Linked DNA regions of Sus scrofa: region 2 is linked to region 1. Evidence: chromatin contacts called from public HiChIP or PLAC-seq data. All regions are on one chromosome and are shown on one strand. Each heading gives the region's core, a stretch centred on a gene start, on an enhancer-like site or on the middle of the called end of the contact. The rest is flanking DNA. Distances are from core to core; before and after follow the strand shown.

What was found. HiChIP or PLAC-seq counts read pairs in DNA pulled down with a chosen protein or histone mark.
Region 2: an H3K27ac HiChIP or PLAC-seq map of alveolar macrophages shows a contact between it and region 1. The contact joins the promoter of KDM2A here to the promoter of RAD9A in region 1. A contact is called at or near these places in 1 of 47 Hi-C or Micro-C datasets (retroperitoneal adipose tissue) and 1 of 2 datasets of contacts at active chromatin or transcription factors (alveolar macrophages).

Annotation. Positions count from the first base shown.
Region 1 is chr2:5,127,825-5,131,962 of Sscrofa11.1, forward strand. RAD9A (cell cycle checkpoint control protein RAD9A) reads right to left here and starts at 1,916. Exons shown (of 11, transcript XM_003122463.5): 1 at 1,753-1,916; 2 at 1,597-1,667; 3 at 1,041-1,169; 4 at 1-61. The coding sequence starts at 1,786.
Region 2 is chr2:5,353,580-5,357,717 of Sscrofa11.1, forward strand. KDM2A (lysine demethylase 2A) reads right to left here and starts at 1,994. Exons shown (of 20, transcript NM_001160090.1): 1 at 1,903-1,994. The coding sequence starts at 1,944.

The DNA.
Region 1 (4,138 bases), core at 666-3,165:
TGCAGCACTTCTCCACCGTCTTCTCCAGCATCGCCAGTGAGCGGAAGACGGACAGGAACGACTGGGTGAGGCACACACACCTAATGTTTCTACCAACCAGCTCTCAAGGCCCCTTACCCCCGCCCCCGGCCCTCTCACTGTCACACCAGGAAAAGACCTTCCACGCACACACAGGCAGACACATCCACCCTTCTGGGCCTTTGTTCATGCTGTTCTCCTTATCTGGGAGACCTCGAAAGATCTGCTTAGCTTTCAAGAACCAACTTGAATGACCTCACTCCCTCCAGGACCCTGGCTGAATCAATCACTCTCCACATCTCCATCACCCACTGTGGCCGTCTTTTTTTTTTTTTTTTGTCTTTTTGCCATTTCTTGGCCGTTCCTGCGGCATATGGAGGTTCCCAGGCTAGGGGTCAAATCGGAGCTGTAGCCACCAGCCTACGCCAGTGCTACAGCAACGTGGGATCCGAGCCACATCTGCAACCTACACCACAGCTCACGGCAACGCCAGATCCTTTAACCCACTGAGCAAGGCCAGGGACCGAACCCGCAACCTCATGGTTCCTAGTCGGATTCGTTAACCACTGCGCCACGACGGGAACTCCCAGTGGCCATCTTTTTTTTTTTGCTTTGCTTTCTAGGGGCGCACCCACGGTATATGGAGGTTCCCAGGCTAGGGGTTGAATCGGAGCGGCAGCTGCCGGCCTACACCACAGCCACAGCCATGCCAGATCCGAGCCTCATCTGCGACCTACACCACAGCTCACAGCAACGCCGGATCCTTAACCCACTGAGAGAGGCCAGGGATCGAACCTGTGTCCTCATGGATACTAGTCAGATTTGTTTCCAATGTGCCACGACAGGAACTCCTCCCCTCCGTGGCTGTCTTTACTACACCCTTGCTGCATTTTGAAGGGGATCCCTCCTGCTCCTGCATACATATCTCCCCCTAGCTGCCACCTACTAGCTGCCCCAGAGCAAGCACACTGCTGGCAGAGTTCCTGGGGGAGTCATGACCACGGCTGAGGAATGGGCCTCACCTTCATCAGGATCTTACAGCGCAATGGGTCCTGACCAGGGGTGGCCGCCTGGTACTGCTGGAAGAAGAGCGGGGCAAAGAGGAAGCAGGCATAGGCGGAGCGGGAGGAGTTCACAGTCCGGAGGGAGAGCTGGACCAGGAAAAGCAGGGAGAGGGATGCGGTCACCAGCAGTGACAGGCCCAGCCCTCTGGCCGGCTTTTGCTCCCTCTTGCCCTGCTATCCTCCGTTTCCATCAGCTGTTGAAAACCCTCCCTCTCCTGGCGGTCAGCGGATACCTTCACCATGACGCCTTCCCGGAGTCGGCCTCAGCACCTACGCATTTTACCTTGTCACCCACCCGCCACCAGACACTTGAGTGAGGACAGATGCTCTCAGCTCACACATCGGCCTGGGAAGAGGACCGGGCCCAAGCCGACACCTCAACAACAGGGGAGGAAACTGTAACTCAGCAGACAAATCTGCATAACAGCATCCTGCCTGATGGGAACGAGACTCCGAGCCCAGTTTAGGGTTCCCTGTTGGAAACCCACCCTCCCCCAATACCCTGGCCCCTCACCCCATCTTCCAGGGGCTCCAGGTAGAGTTCGTCCCCGATACGGGACAGGGAGTGGACAGCCTTGCCGAGCACTGCGGGAACGAGAGGAGAAACCCGGGTTGGGCTCGAGCCTTGGGCCGTCCCACGTGTCCCGGCCCCCGGCCGGCCTCAACTCACCCTTCACGTTGCCGCCCGTGACCAAACACTTCATGTTGCTCCCCGCGACCAGGCTGAGACTGGCGGCGGGCCCCACCCCGTACCCCGGCTCCCGGCCGCCCTCCCTCCGGGTCTCCCCCGCAGCCGCGGAGGCCCCGGGTTTCCTTCCCGCGCACCGCCCCCGGCAGCCCCGCCCCCGCCTCCTCATTGGGCCACACGCTGGCGCCTCGTCACGTGAGAAAACGCTCGCCGGCTGGGCCGTCACGTGACTGGGTCCGCAGTGGGCGGGGGGCGGTCACGTGAGCCGGGAGCGCTGGGCGCCTGCCTTGCTGGCGGCTTCTCGCCGTCCAGGCCCCTCTTGTCCCCTCCAGCCCCCCTGGGGAGCCCGGCTGGTCAGCGGGGCCCACTGCGGCTGCGCACCCGAACGCGAGGCGCTCAGAGGGTGCGGAGGAGCGAGCCCTGACCTAAGAATCTGCAGATGCACGGGGGAGCCCGCCTGGGTCACAAACGTAGTACCGATTTCCTGGGCGTCTGTTGGGATTCCGGATCGAAACAACACCGTCGCACCCATTCCGGGGCCGCGGGACACTGACAGATGCAGCAACCACCATCCGAAAAGAGATGGAAGCGGGATCTCGGGGTGGGAAGTGGCTGTTGGCTATGGCATGGAGACTCCTTCAGTGATCCCGGAGAACATAAGACTCTCCAGGCAGAAAGGAGTAGAAGGGTGTGGCTGGCAGGGGAAGCCGAGAGTAAAGACTTAGCGGTGCATGGGGCTTTGCCCCTTCAGAGGAAGATGGGTCTATGAGAGGAGAGATGGGGGGGCGCCAAATGCTGAGGGTTGCTAATGAGAAACTGGAAATATTTTACGAGGGTGGACTCCTGTGTGTGGCCATTCATTAATTTGACCGTGGCTCGCAGCAGCTTGATGTAGAATCTCAGTTCCCAGACCAGGGATTGAACCTTGGCCTGAGTGCAGCGGTGAAAGCATGGAGTCCTAACCACTAGACCACCAAGGAACTCCCCCATGTGGCCACTTTAAAAAGGCCAAGGAGTTCCCACTGGGGTGCAATGGCATCTTCCCCGTTTCTGGCCTGCGGGTATGCCGGTATGCAGGTTTGATCCCCAGCCCAGCACGGGGAGCGGTAGGGTGGGGGTTGGGGGTTAAGGATTTGATATTGCCATGGGTTGCAACTGCAACTGGGATCTGATCCCTGGTCAGGGCATTCCATATGCCACAGCACAGCAAAAAAAGAAAAAAAAGACCGAGGGACTGTGCCAAAGGCGGGGGGTTCATCAACGTAACAGGTCTACCTGTTGCCGGGGGCCTAAATCCTCTGGTGTGTCACATGAAGGAGGTCCTGGAGGGACTCCTTGACCTCTGGTTCCCTGCAGCACTCCGCGTTCTTTGAAGGGCACCCCCCCCCAACACCCAGCCTTGCCCCTCTGGTACTGTCTGCAGTGAGTAGGCCAGGTTTGTCTGCAGGTCACTGCCCTCCTGCTCCTGGCCTGCAGGGTTTTTTTTTTTTCTTTTTTTTTCTTTTTTTGGCTTTTTAGGGCCATACCTGTAGCTTATGGAGATTCCCAGGCTAGGGGTCTATCAGAGCTGTAGCCACTGGCCTACACCACAGCCACAGCAACACAGGATCCGAGCCATGTCTGTGACCTACACCACAGCTCATGGCAACACCAGATCCTTAACCCACTGAGTGAGGTCGGGAATCAAACCTGCAACCTCTTGGTGCCTAGTGGGATTCGTTTCCGCTGCACCACGATGGGAGCTCCCTGGCCTGCGATTCTGACCCCACTCTGTTTCTTCCTCTCCTTGCCCTCCACTCCTGTTCTTCACCAAGGGTTCCAAAACTTCGGAGGAGGTTATTCTTGCCTTTTAGGAGTGGTCAGTATAAATGGTAGCATCCCTACCCAGGGGCTTAGGTCAGTAAATCAACCTTGACCTTGTCCCCTCCTGCACTCTGCATGCTACTATCCTTCAGCAAGCCCTGAATCCTCTGCCTGCCAGATGAGACAGCTTCACCCTCCTCTCTCATGTCCACGGACATCAACCTGGCTCAGGCCACCCTCATCTCTCACCTGAATGACTGTTGGAGCTCTCTGACTAGTTTCCTGCCTCCAGCCGGTTTCCTCTAGCCCACTGTCCACACAGCACAACGTGGCTGTCCTAAAATGTCAGTTGTGTCACACCTCTCCCTTGTTTAGACCCAGTGGTTCCCAATTACTACACTTGCTGTAAAATATAAACTTACCCAGAGTTCCCCAGTAGCTCGGTGGGTTAAGGTTTTGGTGGTGTCACTGCTGTGGCTCTGGTTATTTCTGTGGCATGGGTTCAGTCCCTGGCCTGGGAATTTCCACATGCTATAGGCACAGCCAAAAAAAAAAAAAAAAATGT
Region 2 (4,138 bases), core at 744-3,243, 230 kb after region 1:
CAAACTTTATGTTCTATGGCCAGTAATTGCAAAACAAAAATAAGTTATACACTTTGACCTACTTTAAAGAGACACAGTGTTATAATTTACTATAAAAAACTGTCTTTATGCCCTCATGTTAGTTTTAAAATTCCTCAAATATCTAACTTAATCAATAGAGAATTCTGTAATGTGAGCTCTTGCCACAGAGACATTAAAAGCTTGGAAGGCAGACTGCCATTCAAATAAACTGCCAATATGCTCTCATATCAAAAGTTATGTTACGGAAGGGATTTACACTTCAGATATAATTTTGTCATATAATGTTAGAAAGGAAAACAGACATTAGTTACCCTAAACCCTAACATCACTGCCCAAAATTCTAAGTGAGAAAGATTCTCCCAAAATATCTGATGTATCCTCTTACAGTACTACAAAAGTACATAAACCAAAAGAAAAAATATCCTAGATAAGGAAAAGGTTAAAGTGTGCAACAAGCAGCAATCATTTTACAATTAAAAAAAAAAATCTTACCGGGACAAAAGTCACAGATTCCTTGGATCTCCTTACCACCACCTGCCCACCTTGTTAAAAAAAACCGTGAAAACTTGCTTTGAAAGACTGGATCCCAAGATGTCTCAGACATATGCGAAAGAGCTCAACAATCCTACCAGCTTGACATGATAAAAACGAATTCCATGAAGCAGTGAGTAACTGGGAAAAGAGTTTTGCAGGATCTTCTTTTCTTTTCCCAAAGAAAAATTAAATCCAAGAAACGTCAAAGCAAAAATAAATCCTAAATGTACAAAAGTCCACTAACGATACACTTTATTTCTAAAAGTTGGAGATAAAGAATTATAATCTCAACACACAGACAAGAAGCAAATCTCTGACACCAAGGGTTGCCAGAACATATTGCCTACTGGATATACACTCCATACCTTTTTAACAGTTACATTAAGGAGGGGAAAAAAGAATAGTCCGGAGATGATCAGAAAATGGTTAGCAAATCACTCTTTTTTCCTCTAAATTCAGTCTAAAATGCAGAGCCAAATAAAACCACCATAAATTCCTTTAGTAATCCAGGTCTTTCAGTTCACCCAATTTTACATAATATATAAAATTCTGTGGCTTTCTTCATTCCCCACTCTACAAACATAAATTCATATTTCTGAAATGAACATATGGTGAGAATATTAATAAAGCTCTCTTTAACTAGGAAAAACGGAAATCAAATTCTTAAACTCCAATAGGGAAACCTTGAGAGGAAAGCAGGGCCCAAAGCACAAAGTATTCCTATGCACAAAGTAAATGATTACTAAGTAAAAATTTCTTTCAATGAAATATATCTTATCTCATATATCCCTCCCAAAATACAAAATACACAACTCTGTCAGCATCCAGAATTCTACCTTTTCTCAATCACTTTCAACCCTGTAAGAGTTGATCTGCGTTTAAAAAAAAAAAAAAAAAAAAAAAAATCCATAGTTCTACTCCCCAGCTCAAAGCAATGACTCTTGGCACACCATAATCTAAAAGTTATAAAGAACTAACGTTTCTCAAGCAGTTTTGCCCCTAAAATTTACATTCTAATCTAAATTAATCAACTAGATTAATTACAATGTCAGTATTGCAAAATTAGAAATCCTTATCATGTTGTAATCCACAAAATTCTTTGATCTACAATGGTTTCTACAGAAGTTAAAGGCTACATACAAATCCATTTCCAAACAGGATGAATATTAAGGCTCTAACTACTTGGCCTAAAAACCAAAAGAGATATTAATACACCTTCCCTCCTCCCTCTGGTGCAGAGAAAAGCCACCTGAGAAGTTTTAATCACAGTGTGTTCACAACTGGAAACAAAATAGTTACTGTGCCTCAAAATTGGAAAAAAAAAAAAAATGACAAGAAAATACTAACCAATCTCTGGCTGTAACGAATCCTTTCTTCTTCGGGTTCCATCTCTCACTCTTCTGTTGAAATTACAGAAAGAAACCACTCCAGGGCTGCCTTCCTCTTCCTCCTTAGGAACCAGATTGCAACACTAAAGAATAATGATATGAGCAGAGATGAGAACTCATCCTCAAACTCAAGCTTTCTTTTCACAGAATGAGATACTTAAGATTAGGTGTAAATTAAAGGCTTCCTGAGAAATCTAGTTCCTTTTCATTAGTTTGGGACCTCTCAGCTCTGGAGCAAGTGGTTCCAGGCAGGTCATGATCAACATTAATCACATTACAATTGTCTGAGGCCTATAGGCAAAAAATGTTGGTTTCAGTTCCTCACAGACGGGCTACACCACTTATTTCTCCCCACAGGATTACAATAAGCAAGACTCCCCTTCATGGAAGCATTAGCCAAGGGGGGGGGGCAAGATTTTTCTCTCTTAGAGAGCTGATCAGGTGAAGCAGCCACTGAACTAACCCAGATCCACACCAAATGAGTTCTCTCTCATTGGCTATTAGAAGCTAAAGGAAAAGAAAAGATAAACTATACAAAAAAGAGAACAAGAATTAGACTCCAAATCAATTTCCCATACACTTCTGGTAAATCCGTACACAATCGTCGCCTTCCTTCCCAGACTCCTCGTATCTTTTCATTCCCAAACCAACCCTCCACCCCAACACGAGATGTGTACAACTCTGAAACAAACGCAAGAGAGTTGCCAATCAGAAACAAAAATTTATCAGAGCTTTCTGTTTAGAGTAATAAAATAAACAACTTTTACCTATAGAAATTAGCAAAATACATCTTTTTCAAAAATTAAAGACAGACCGGTTTGCGCGACAGTCGATCCCTAATACCAAGAAAGGTTTTCTTTTTTCAAATTATTCTCAGGGATAATGGCTTCCATAGGGAAAGCAGGGTTTTTTCCCCCCTTTTAGTAACTATATTATGGCCACGTTAATAGCATCCTTCCAAAACTGCAACAAGACCAGAGGACCCGATGACACAGTTCAAGTGCAGTTCGTGGCAGAGCCCTCCTGGAGGAAGCCCTCGCCCCAAGTCGGGAGGGAAACCGTGTTTGCACCCCCCGGGCGAGGACTGCCCAGGCTTCAGAGCGGACTGGGCCGGAGAGAAAAAATGGCAAATCTCGCCGGGTTCCCCCAGGGAAAGGCGTTTCAATGGTTCATTCACCCGTTGGAAAAAGAAATAGAAACTTTACATTAAGTCTTTAGATAACACAGCGAACCAAACTTCCAAAGGGGGGGGGGGAATCTCACCGGGGATTTTGCTCGTGAGTTCTTGTCCAAGTGAGAAGTAAAAGATTCCAAAAAACTGAGAGGAGAAATTAAATCCCAAACGTCGTCTTCGGTTTTTTCCGTGGATCAACCCAGTATCCAGAGGGTCAGAGCGACCCGGAAAAGAGAGGAAACAGTTGCTGAATCAAACCTCCTCTTCTGGCTTTGGAGACCGGGAGTCGGAGGCGTCAGGAGAGGGGAGCGCGACCCCTCGGCGCCGAGCCCGGGGCGCCCCCGCCTCCCCCGGGCCAGCGGTCGGCAGCCCGAGCCCGAGCCCCGGCCAGCCCCGGCCGCGGGGAGCGCCCTCTTCACCGTGCCCTCGGCGAGCAGCGGCTCGGCCGCCTCCAGAGCCCGGGAGCGGCGGCCGATCAGCTGAGACCGGCCGACCCGAGGCTGCCCGCGCCACCCCGGCCCCCCGGAACGCGGGCCCCGGCCCCGGGGGGCGGAGAGGGCGGGAGCGGCGCGGCGCGCCGGGCTGGGGGCCCGGGCTCCCCTCGCGTCTCCCCCTCAGCCCGGGCTCCGCGCTGCGGGACGAGCCCCCGGCTACTCCCCAGTCGCAGAGGAGGGATTCCGGGGGATGGGCCCCCTGGCGTTGCCCCTCCTCCCGAAGCGCCCCCTGCCCAGGATAGACAGAGCGGCGACAGGCCCAGCCGCTGGGAAGGTGCTCTGCGAGCCGCAGCCGCCGCAGCCGCCGCCGCCGCCGCCGCTGCCGGGGAGGGGTGTTGTTTCCCTCACACAGGAGGAGCCGCTGAAGCAGCCGCCGCCATTTTGAACCCGTCAGACTCTCACATACACACAGCTCCTCCGCGGCGTACTGCGCAGGCGCCGCCTCCCCACCCCTCCTCCGGCTCGCCTCTCCACCCCCACCCCCTTCAAGTCTCCCTTGGCTTCTTACCGCTCTCCCGGGTGCACGT